2 separate regions of the Sus scrofa genome follow, and region 2 is linked to region 1. Evidence: chromatin contacts called from public Hi-C data. All regions are on one chromosome and are shown on one strand. Each heading gives the region's core, a stretch centred on a gene start, on an enhancer-like site or on the middle of the called end of the contact. The rest is flanking DNA. Distances are from core to core; before and after follow the strand shown.

The links. Hi-C and Micro-C count contacts between places; a contact is called where the count stands out from the background.
Region 2: a Hi-C map of psoas muscle shows a contact between it and region 1, with 3 times the contacts expected there. The contact joins two enhancer-like sites. A contact is called at or near these places in 4 of 47 Hi-C or Micro-C datasets (embryonic fibroblasts, fetal heart ventricle, heart right ventricle and 1 more) and 1 of 2 datasets of contacts at active chromatin or transcription factors (skeletal muscle).

The regions. Positions count from the first base shown.
Region 1 is chr2:42,455,958-42,461,876 of Sscrofa11.1, reverse strand. The region is part of intron 2 of SOX6 (transcription factor SOX-6); the gene reads right to left. Among named protein-coding and RNA genes, the nearest start is that of SOX6, 12 kb to the right of the region's middle. Within about 2 kb of position 2,041, at least 1 of the 83 cell types and tissues checked has an H3K27ac peak or open chromatin away from gene starts, as enhancers often do.
Region 2 is chr2:42,749,237-42,755,218 of Sscrofa11.1, reverse strand. All of the region lies in intron 5 of SOX6 (transcription factor SOX-6), which reads right to left. Among named protein-coding and RNA genes, the nearest start is that of SOX6, 300 kb to the right of the region's middle. Within about 2 kb of position 4,243, at least 2 of the 83 cell types and tissues checked have an H3K27ac peak or open chromatin away from gene starts, as enhancers often do.

The DNA of each region.
Region 1 (5,919 bases), core at 792-3,291:
CTAAATTTCCCATCTACCAAATATTAAAAATCTTCAATAGAAAAGAAAATCCTGAAAAAGTAAAAACTTGTGACTTCAAAAATGCCTTTCAGGATACCTAGAACTTAATGCTCAATCACGTTACACAGTTATCTCTTTGTAAAGTATAAAAGGAAATACTTGCAACCATGCCTCAAAATGAGTTCCACTTGAAATCTACGCTTGTCATTAAAAAAAAATCTGTTGCATTTTCACTCTTCCACATATTGTGCTTGTGTAGTCGTGGAAACTAAAGCATCTTTAATTTTCTTTGTCTAATTTTAAAGAACTACTTTTCAAAGAAGCAAAGAGATTGTGCTCAGTGAAGTCAGAATCACAAACAGCACTAAAGTCCCCTGTTTGCATTTGAATGGATATATTAAAGACAGACAATTCAATTCATCTCTTTAACATGACTAGAAACAACAAATTATTGAAGATAGCAGGGATAATAGATCATTTAAAGATTTATCTTGTGAGATTTTCAGAGAAGAAAGAGATCAAGGGGGAACTTGAAATGAGAGAATATAGAATGTTTGCATAGACACAAATATGCACATCATATAAAGTCCTTTGAATTCACCTTATGTGTATCATGATTACTTATATATGTCATCATTGAAAAGCATAAATATCAATATACTCAAGTAAGTTTGATCCAAAATAGTTTAAAATACAAAAACTCTTAAAGGATTTATGTCACATTAGGCTTCTTCAATACATGGTGCTTTAATCCGAAGAAACCTAAAAGCTTTATAGACCAGGGAAGCTTAGTAAATAAACTATGTTAGTGAATTCTTCACCACATGTGTAGAGAGAGAGCCATACGGAAATAGAAAATCTAGAAAATTATAGAGCAGAAAATTCAAGTTAGTTACCAAAGATGCCAAATCTTCTAAAATATATACAACATTGGACTACCAATTGTTAGATTTTTTTTCACTATCTATCCCTAGACAATTACAGGTTATGATGCTAGCACAGTTCTTTATAAATACAATCAAACATCTCCCTATAAATGCAAAGACCTAACTCTTTAGATAAACATGAAGATTTCCATAGTTTCAAATAACTGTTTTTCACTTGAAGGAGTATGAAAGAGAATGCCAGTATGCTTTTTCTTGACATTAAAAGGTGAAGGAGAACAATTCAAAATTCTTGAAACATTTTGAAAAGTAATTTTTACTAATATTACATACTGTGCAAATTAGTAAGGATTACTAAATGCATTAGCATTATAAAACAGAAACAACTGGGCAGTTGATTTTTTAAATGTAGTTTATAATAGATTGTAGCATCTACAATTAACCTCAGAAAATAATCCACATCTTTACTAAAGATAAAGTTTTTTTGAGTGAATAGTAAAATATGAGTGATATATAAGGGGTCTTAGAGGACCAAGAAGAGATTCTGAATATAAACAAGCCATCATTCTGGTAAAAAGAAATACAAACAACTAGAATAAAAATAGTTGATGCACAAAAGCCATAATGAGGGGGTAGCTCAAAAAATAACTTCTACTTTGAATGGTTTGGATGAAATACAAATTATCCACAGAAAAGTGTGGACTGGCATAAATGTTTGTACAAAATTATAAGTGTATTTCAAGAAGTATGCAAGAGGCAACCGCCTGCATGTTGCACAAGGTCCCGGCAACGCTCTGCTTAAGTGCTAGTGCACAGAGTCCAAACCACTGCATTTTAATTACCATGCAGCCTCAGATATATTGCCTTTGATATGGAAATGTTCTTGTTCTCTCATCTTCACATATGGTCTCATGCACAGAAATCTTTATCTGATTCATAAAAAATAAACTAGAATCCAATCTCAACACCTGACCTCAGTGCTTAGAAGTTTTTTACTAAGCATGGTGTCACTATAAAAAGAATGACTAATATTAGTGTAAAGTTGGATATTTTGAGCAACCATATGAAGGACTTGCAGTTAAAAACTGAATTGATACTGCTTCTCTGATGTTTGAGGGTTTTGTGGTCCCTTTTTTTGAGACTAACACCGATTTGAGGAAAAACAGACCAACCAAGCACTCTTTTTTGGAGGTGAGAGAGTCTATGGTAGATTTAAATGATATTCCACTTACAACCTCTAGCCACACTCTCATTTGATATTTTTATCCAAATTATGACAATGGATATTTAAATTTTAAAATTGCTATCAAAAGCCATAACACCAAAATTTAAAATTATTTCCAGTTAGACTAAATGTCTGAATAAAACAGCTGAAAAGCTTTTACCCTCTTCCACAGAACAAGGAAAATAAAAATATTCTTCCTATAAGTGAATAATGAATATATAATGAGAGAATGATGAAAGTTTCTGATATAACTCTTACCAAAACAATTAGTTTTCAGATCACAGTTGAAGAACCACAAGCGAAAAGGATATGCTATACATTTAAAACATTCTTGCATTTAACAAAAATTGCTTTTCATAAACTACCAGAATGCCAGTTTGGTTTTGTTTTTGTTTTACTTGAGTATGTTGATATTCAGAGTATAATCAGGAGAAAATGTGAGTTAGGATAAAGACATAAAATGTTCAATATATTATTTTCCTTATTAGGAAAAAATTATAGGGGAGAATGATACTTTTTAAACAAGAAGCAATCCAAATACAAAGATAGTCCATTTTCTGCTCTAAAAAGCAGTGAGTACTTGTTAATTTTTAGCAAGCTTTTATAATAAAATCTGTTCTCATTAAACCTCATATACCCACATAACTTAATAATTCTGAAATAACCTAGATTAACTTTTTTTAAAAAATGGTAATATGACCCATCTAACCTCATGACAGCAGATAATACGTCCCATCTGCAAATCATCTTGCTGAATGTTATCTGTGTTTTATCATTTCTAGTACCTGTCTGTGCCTGATATGGTACTCTCAGACACATTAGCTTGATGGAATGTTTCACTTGACTTCAAAAACATCAATTGATATATATACACCCCTAAACTATATTTAAACAAATAGCTCTTAGAACAACCAAAATTTTAGTATCGTACTATACTTTATATAATCATGTTTGTAAATAATGAACTGTATATATGAATTCTCTCACTAACAAGAAAATTCTTTCAAACTTAGATATAACCTAATAATATTGAAAGGTATAGAAAATACTAAAAGTAACAGTTAAAATCAATGTATATTAAACTTTGTTAAAAGAAAATTCATTTACTCCATTACCTAGTATACTAACGGAAAGAGGGTTGTTTAAAATGTCACTAGTTTCTTCAGTATAAGATGGATATGTGTAAAAATTTCAATAATGACTAATAACCCACTAATCCCTAAAAGTCAAAAAGAAAACAGACATAAAATCTCAATAATGCCACCAAAATTTATCATTTAGGTATTTAAAGTAACATACTTTAAAACCTTATAAAAGAAAGATTTACTGGATAAGTTAACATTTTAAATATGTGCTTTGCCCTTACTAGGAAAAATCTAGTTGCTTTCTATTACTAATGAAAAAAATGTTAAGCTGACAATATGCCTATTGAATGTCAATTCTTCAGTAACTGAATCCATTATACAATCAACTTAAGGTATAGATATTGATAGTGCTTTATTAATTAATTTTATGTTTATCTTTATAGTATAACATTGAGTGTTGTAGTTATAAAATATACTATTATAGGCGTTTGTATCATGGTCCATAAGAATAAACTTAAAATTTTTTTGCATTTTAAAAAATACATATACACCAAGAGAAAGTTCCTTCTCATTACTTCCAAAATAAAACCTACAAACAACAATAAACAGGATAAACAATAAACAAAAAAACTATCTAGTTTTGCCACTATAAATAAAGGAGTTTGGTGAGAGAGCAGATGTAAAAGGATGTGGTAGTGGTACATGAGAAAAGCAAGAAAGGATATCAGTTGCTTAAGGAATCAATGACCTAGCACTTGTCTGGATCCTGGTTACTTACTGCCTTTGGTCATAAACTAGATCTAATAAGTGTAGTGCACACTTGCTTGCTTTCAGAATCTGAAAAAAAAATTTTTTGGTTGGCGTTGGTGGTTGTTCTTGTTTTAGAAAGGGACAATCTCTCTTGATTTATGAGGTTTTCAAAAATGTAGGAAGAAAAAAAAATTTATATGTCATTTGGCCTACAGCCCATGCACTCACATATGTGTATTGAGGAAGATACACTCAAATATATAGAGGTAACACATTTATGATCTAGTATAGAAAAAAGTCAGTCATAACTTTTCCCATACTATAATAAAATGAAATGTTTCACTGATTCGATAAAAAGCAAATGCAGCTAAATAAACTATGTCCCCACCTCCCATTGGAAACGTACACTCGATGCTGCAGAAAAACTAACCCTATCTAACCCTATCCCACTAAGTTTGTGGAAGGTTTAGGATTTGTTTGTTTTAAAATAAAGAGAATCTTCCAATAGATATCGGGAATATCCAAGTGGCCTAGAAACAAGGGGATGTGGGAGACTGATGAAAGTGCCTAATGCAGAGTGTTGAATTCCACTGTGACTGCACAGTTACAGGGGAAGGTCATGTTCATGACTGCAGAAATCTGGTCTCTGCAAGAGACTGCAAGCTAAAGCTGACCTGAGGCTGGGGTCTGGGAAGCTAGGTAGGAAGTTCAAGCACCAATGTGGTGTACAGAGAGGACAAGGCACTGCTTCCAAGAACCCCAGGCTGAACAAGAGTGAGACAGGAAGACATAGCAGATATTCCCAGGTTCACCCCACAGTGAACACGAGCAGCCCCAAGTGGCTAGGCCTGGAGGGGAAAACAGAGGCTGCAATCAGGGCAGAGACAGCAATTTGCTGAGACTTCTGGGGCGGGTGTGGGAGGGAGCAAAGAGACAGGTGAACAGTCCAACTAGAAGGTGAAGAAGCCCCTACCCAAGCCAGGATACAGTGCCAAATCTAGGCTAGTCCTACTGGGTTAGTGCAGACTTAGGGCTAGTAGCAGCCCTCCCCCATGGGCGGGGTGTGGAGAGTAGATATATTGCCAGATTTACTCTGCATCCCCTTTCCTCATTCAGTCTGTACCCTGCCGCTGGTATCCCGTTTGCCCATCTAACCAGTGGTCCGCCCTCAGCCGAAAAATAGAGGAGAAACAGGAAGAGAAGGGAAAAGAGAGGAAGAAAAATCAAAGACAAGGCTACACTGTCACAGTCTTCTCTGGTGCCAGGGCCTCCCGGGGCTCACCAAGTCGTTCGGCCCTCCCTCAGGAATCCTGTAGCCCTGAACAGAGCTGAGTGGACCCGGTCCGCCAAGCCCGTGCCTATGGGCCTCCGGGACGAGGTGCTGAGTGCGCAGGCTAATTATACATGTGGCATTTGGGCAGCCGACTGTCCAGTGACACCTTACCTTATGAGGAAACGTCAACCCCAGCAACTGTTCAAAACAAAATGCCATCGCGGGATCAGCTTCGCCGGCTCTTGGCCGGTTCGGGATTGCTTTTCCCACAGCCTCTCGCACTTAGCGCAAGAATGTGGCCTGGGGAGGCCAGTCGTGAGCTGGCGGACCAGCGGGGGCGGGGGCGGCGGGGGGGAACAGGCGGGGCGATTCTTGCCAGGTGTCGGTCCTGTTTCCCCCCCCCCTCCATGGACCAGCTCGCGGACCCGACCACTTGACCTTTTTATTCACCAAACCCACCTCCTAGAAATAGACTGGGCGGGGCTGTGTCTGTTCTCCTTGGGACTCAGGGAGAAACCTGGGCATGTGACTATAAAGGGCAGAAGGGAGGAGACCCTAGGGAGGTAGGGAGAGGGGGCACTCTCCCGTCCCTACTCCACTGGGTTGTTGGCTGGGCCGCCGGGCCACAGCCAAAAGCCCGGCCGCAGGAGTTCGCGCCGGGGTCAAGCGCCCGGGACAAGGACGTCATCCAGCGCCTCATTG
Region 2 (5,982 bases), core at 2,994-5,493, 290 kb before region 1:
AAATAATTTTATTTCATGCAACTACCGGGTTGTGTGAATGGAAACTGAGGCGCTGGGTATGCGACTAGATCTGTACATATGAAGTAACAAGTTTGGCATACTTTCGAGGCTTCTAAAATCTCTTTGAGCATGGCTACATCAGAATCTTCATCTTTTAAATAGCTAAGGTTTTCATCAGGCAGTAAATAATGTGAGTTCGAAAAGAACCGGGGTATCTCACTTTTATCTTTTTAATCAAGAGTCAGATTGCTATGCCTAAAGACATTTTCCCTCTTCAACTTAAAGAAATGAACATGTCAGATTAGATAAATCACTAGACAGCTGCTAACAAAAATCCTAGGTGTGCCTCTTAATTTACTAAAGCCCAGATGCATCCAAATCAAAGAATAAAAGAGCACATAAATGACAAACCCCCTAGAAAACTTTCAGTATATTATTCAGATCCTGTCAATTCTGTCTCTGACAAACCAGTCCTGGATTTAAATCCACGTAAGAAATGAAAGCAGAAGCTGATTGGCTCATCAACAAAATGGGGTACATCTTAGGCCTAAAAGTCCAGCTGAATACTCCATCCTGGCAATATCCCAAAAAACACCAATACTCATCTTTAGGGAAAGAATATAATGATGGAAATGGACTTCGTGCATTGCCACAATGGCTCTGCTGGGAGCTGATGCCTAATTAGGGTGATTAGATATAAAATCTTTTAACAAGCATAATTTTAATAAAGCAAAAAATCTGAAATTTCCTACACCTGCAATGATTTGCAATAAATGTTTTAGTTTCAATTGCCATATTCACAGTACTTATTTTAGTTACTACCTACAGAATGGAGTGAGTCAACTCAGACTCACTGCCTCTCATGGTATCAAGAAAGTGCCTTCTTCTAGGGCCATGAGTTTTCACATCTTCTGACAAACACAACAGCAAGATCTCTCAAAAATCTGAGTGAAAATAAAGAGATCATAATCAAAGAGAAAATAAAATAGCTTTCAAGTTTTCTTACTTAGTGAATTATTTCCATCTGAAACTTATGAAATCATCCATTTTTATGACACTTTTAATAGTAATATTTGGGATTATTAGCATGATAAACTTCTCACCTATTCATCTTTTACTTTAAAAAATTTGCTCATCTTATGACTAACACCTTGGCATTCAAACAAATACTATGCTGAGACAGAAAAAATAAAACCTGTATAAATGACAGAGTGTTCAACCATGAACACATTGTCTTTTATGAATATTATAATCACAGAATCAATAAGCCTACAAAGAAAAAACAGGACACAAAACGTGTTTTGTCATTTCTGACGAAGTTATAAAAACAACAGACATTCAATATGCCAAGTGTTCTTCAATCCTTCATAATCATAGCCTTATTGAAGTGAGGACAAAAAGGGTCTAATTGCATAGGAGCAATCTCAATGTAATAGGTTATACACCCAGGCACTGCTGCACAATACAACAAAAACAACGTTCCCTGTGTATAGCAGAATGTCATCTCTCATTTTCAGGCAATTACCTTCTTTCTTGTCAACAGTTTTAATAACCTCCATCATCTCTAAAAGACTTTTGCTTCAGTTAAATAATTTTCAGCTTTTTAATATGCAAATGTGCTTGTTCATATGCATGGGTGAAGTGGCACTGCTACTTGAAATGTGTCAGTACATTGTGGAGCACCTGCACCTCGGGGAAGCTTGATTTAATTGACACCTAATACTATTCATTATTCCACTTAGTGAGCAACTCCTATTAGTCACCTGTAGGTTTTCCTATAAGCAGTGCTTTGGCCACCAATAAAAATATGAATATTTCTATAAATAGAATGTCCATATTTAGTAAACGGGGTTCACTACTGTCAGAGCTTTAGGGGAAGAAGTAAGGGGTAGTATGGAATCAATAGTTTTTTTCAGCAAGCAGTTTATAAACTTATTCTCATTTTTCTATAGATTGATACGTACATGAAGAGATGCACCATCTGGTAAATACAAGATGCTGTGTTTTCTTTTTTATATGGCTCAATAAGTAATATCCTGCTTAGTGGAATGAATAAACAAATAAAGTGGATGGACGGATGGACGAATGGACAGACAAATGGATGGGTAAATGAAACAATGGACAAACAAACAAGCAAACAAACCTACCTTCTAAAATATACTATTAGTATTTATCTTTGTTTTTTTAAGTCAGTAAGGTGTTCTTAATTCTAATGACTCCAGTCTAAAGGTGTTATTTAAACTGAATTCCTTACCATTATATATGTCCTCCACATGCCACGAAGTTAAAAAGATAAAGGCAGAATCTTGCCAATAAACAAATATTTATTGATGTTACCTTCTGAGGTAAATTAACAGCTAAGAGAATGCTATTGTGAGTCGTGTGGGATAAATAATGTTAAAATATCAGCTGGGAGAATTATAACACATATGGGATTTTGTGGATTTGCTGGTATTAATGTAATGAACATGTACTGTAAGTGATTACAACTTAAATCTATTAGTCTTTTTTGCCTTTATGAAAATGGAAGGATTAACAATGAAGGGTACATGCAGACTTGGTAATATTGGGGATGCCTCTTTACCACATGGTCCATGACCTTATCGTCCAGGCCACATTTCTTTCTGGCATTAATGCATTTGTTAGTCCCAGAAGGCTTAAACTACAGATGTTTAACATCCTGCTTATGGACAGATCATCTGGAATACGAAGTGAGAAATCTATACTACTTATTAGTATATATTATGAGTGTAACAGAGATTTAATAGCCCATTCAAACAAGATTAGTGAAACCATAGCTCAGGAAAAAAAGTATCATCTTAACAGAGATATGCTCTCAAACCTGCAGGGAGGAAAAAAAAAAGGAAGAACTGAAAGCATATTTTCAGCTGGAATATGTTTTAGGACATCAAAAGAATTTGTCACTAATTAATGTTGTTTATATAGTAGCAAAAGAAACATTAATTATAGCCCTCAATGTAAACTTAAAACCTTTTTGTGGAAAAGGGATTTATAACTAAGGTGGTAATCTGGCTCTCTGGAAGGCTTATCTACAACATAGTGAAAGTCATTATAAATCATGTTAATGTGTAGGATCCAAAGAAAAGTGAAGTGATAGTGGGAAAAGATTGAGTTCTCCTAACCCCCAGATCCAAAAATTTCTAAAGAATAAGGGCAAAAAAGGAAAAAGAAAGCAGTGGTCAACTAGACCTTTGTTGGTATCCCCCAAAATGTAATCTCTAAGCTGAAGAATGGCAGCTGGCAGAACAGCTGGTGAATAGGATTAATGTCAGAAGAAAGAAATAAAACTCAACATATGTCCAAGCCTGCGGTGCTGGGACTGAGCATGATTATACCCCGACGGATAGGCTGAATACAGCTGGAAAGTGCCACTGTGCCATGCTTCTCTACCCCACAAGGTCATTGCTAAGAAGTACAGCTAATGTCTGAACAGCAAATTTAACTTTGACTGAAGAATTCAGGATCCAGGAAAGAGAGAGAGAACCCAGATTTTTAACTACCCATGTGCTGAATAGTTTAACCCTCAGCGCTTGGTTTGCTATACCGCAAAGCAAACCAAAAGACAGATCAGCAATTGAACCTAACAGATTGCACTAAAGTAAATATAATTTTTAAATCATTTAAACCGCTTAATCTATCTCAATCACATCAAATATGTTAGCGCAAACATATTTCCATCTTTCATTTAGAGTTTAAATAGGCACAAAGGAGCAAAAAATCTAATTAAATATAACAGTAGATATAGTTCTATAAATTGCCAATGCTTTTCAAAGTCAATGTTTTAAAGCTCCTTCATCACAATTAGCAAAAAATATTTTAAATAGGCAGTTTCTCATAGTACAGCCATCACATTCTCAGACTGAACATGAGGAAGTTTTATCTTCCTCACCTATCCCCCTGTTGTAGTTAGGCACCCTTTAGCTTTTGTAACAGTAGATGAGATACCAGGACTTAACTGTTTGAACAACAGTACCCACAGGGACATTACTGATAAATGACAAAAGGCTTTATTTATAGCTACGTAGGCAGAGTAATTTTTATCCAATCATTTCCCTATTTAAGAACTACCATAAACATTTTAAAAAGAGATCAGTAATCATTACTAAGAAAGTATTGCCCTACTTGTTTCTATCCTTTATTTCTCTCAGATGCCTAAGCTAACTTGAACTCAATGATCAGATTATCAGAGGCAACAAATCACCTTCCCATCTAGCACTCTCAGGACATTTCTTTTGGCAATACATTCTTAAGAAGAGGTGGGAGTGAAGGGAGAGAGATGGAGAATTTTATGACAAAGGAACAGAATAGAGTCACTGACTCTTATAGCCCTAAGCGCCCGCTCCACAGCCTCAAAGGAAATCCTGTGGAAATCCTACGACAAACAAAAATCTTCCCAAAGAGCCACTCCTTACAGAAGTTACATTTTATTTCTCATAACCAGAACTGATAAGAGGGTCACCACAGTGAGAGGTGGCATGCCCTGTAACTCCTCTGCTAGCATTGTTCCGAGGCTGCCAAAAACCTACAGCAGGGTTATTCTCTGCCATCAAATGTAAATTTATCACCAGCATGTTTAATTTCTTTTTTTTCCCTCTCTCTCTAAACTAATTACTAGTTTATACATGCATTCTAGCAGCCTCAATAAAAAAGAAAAGCTCTAGAAATTAAGAAATGAAACTTTAGGGGGTTTAGGTAAGCATAATAATAGTTTGAAATTCAAAGGGGTAATCAACATAATTTTCTTTCTTAAATAATTGTTGAAAAACATGGTCAAATTTATAAGACAGGGGCTTCTTCCCAGGTAAAATACTCAATGAGCCTTTCAAATGACACTTCGGATAACCTATCAAGATAGAAAAATTGTTGTATGTCCATTGCTTTTGTCCAGGAATTATTATTTTTCAAAGATCTGATTTTCATTTTGTGTATATAACAGGTTTTACTTAGACCTAGGAATAAGTGACAACTTCCAATGCTTATGGGCATCTTGACATCTTTATTTTATTTATATACTTTTATTCACACATTAAAAGTCTCCCCGGTATTTGGAAATTTTAAAATGTTAATCTGATATAGTTTATAGCCCTATGAAATCTCAAATTGTCCTACATTAAATGTTTAACACAAGGGAAACCTAGTCATTTCCAGAAAACTCAAGTGCTAAAATGTCTGTTTATAATCCAAATAAATATTTAAATAGAGTTGCCAATTTTAATGCTGTTATAATGGCTACTACCATTTTATAAAATTCCAAGATTGCATGCTTTGAGGTTTAATGGCAGTCAACATTTTTTAGAATCTTTAAATGCTGAAAAAATATTTTTATTTGCCATTACAGAATATGGAAAGAAACCCGCATAGTTTATTAATGTCTTCTGAATTGTTTAAGAGGATTTTAAGATATGAGTTAAAAGAATTTCATAATCTTAATTTCAATTTCTCCTTTTCATTTAATAGTAGACATTCATTAGGACCCACACACTGTAATAAATTATAATAATTTCAAACAAGAATTAAATTACTAGGTACCTAGTGAAAGAGCCATTTTTTCTTAGGTACCCTGTAATCTAACTGTCAGATTTAAAATCTATTCCCAATCAACTCTTCACAACATTCACATTTATTCATCTATGTTAAATTAATAAAAGGTGTGAATAATACTGACAAAATTGATCATTATTGTTCATGTAGATTTAGAAAATTATAAGGTAATCTAAAATGTAAAAGGAATTGAGAGAAACTATTAAGGTTCTTATAAATAAATTCATCCTATGCTATTTTTTCAAATCAAGACTGAAACTTCTACGAGACTTATTTAAATTGACTATACAAGCTATTTGATAAATTGTACCTTTTTAGAACATAAACCATTTTCATTATTTTTGACAAATATCAGTACAAAGACTCTACTGTAGCATTAGGGTTCAACAATTACTTTAGGAAGCTAGGCCTAACAGCTAA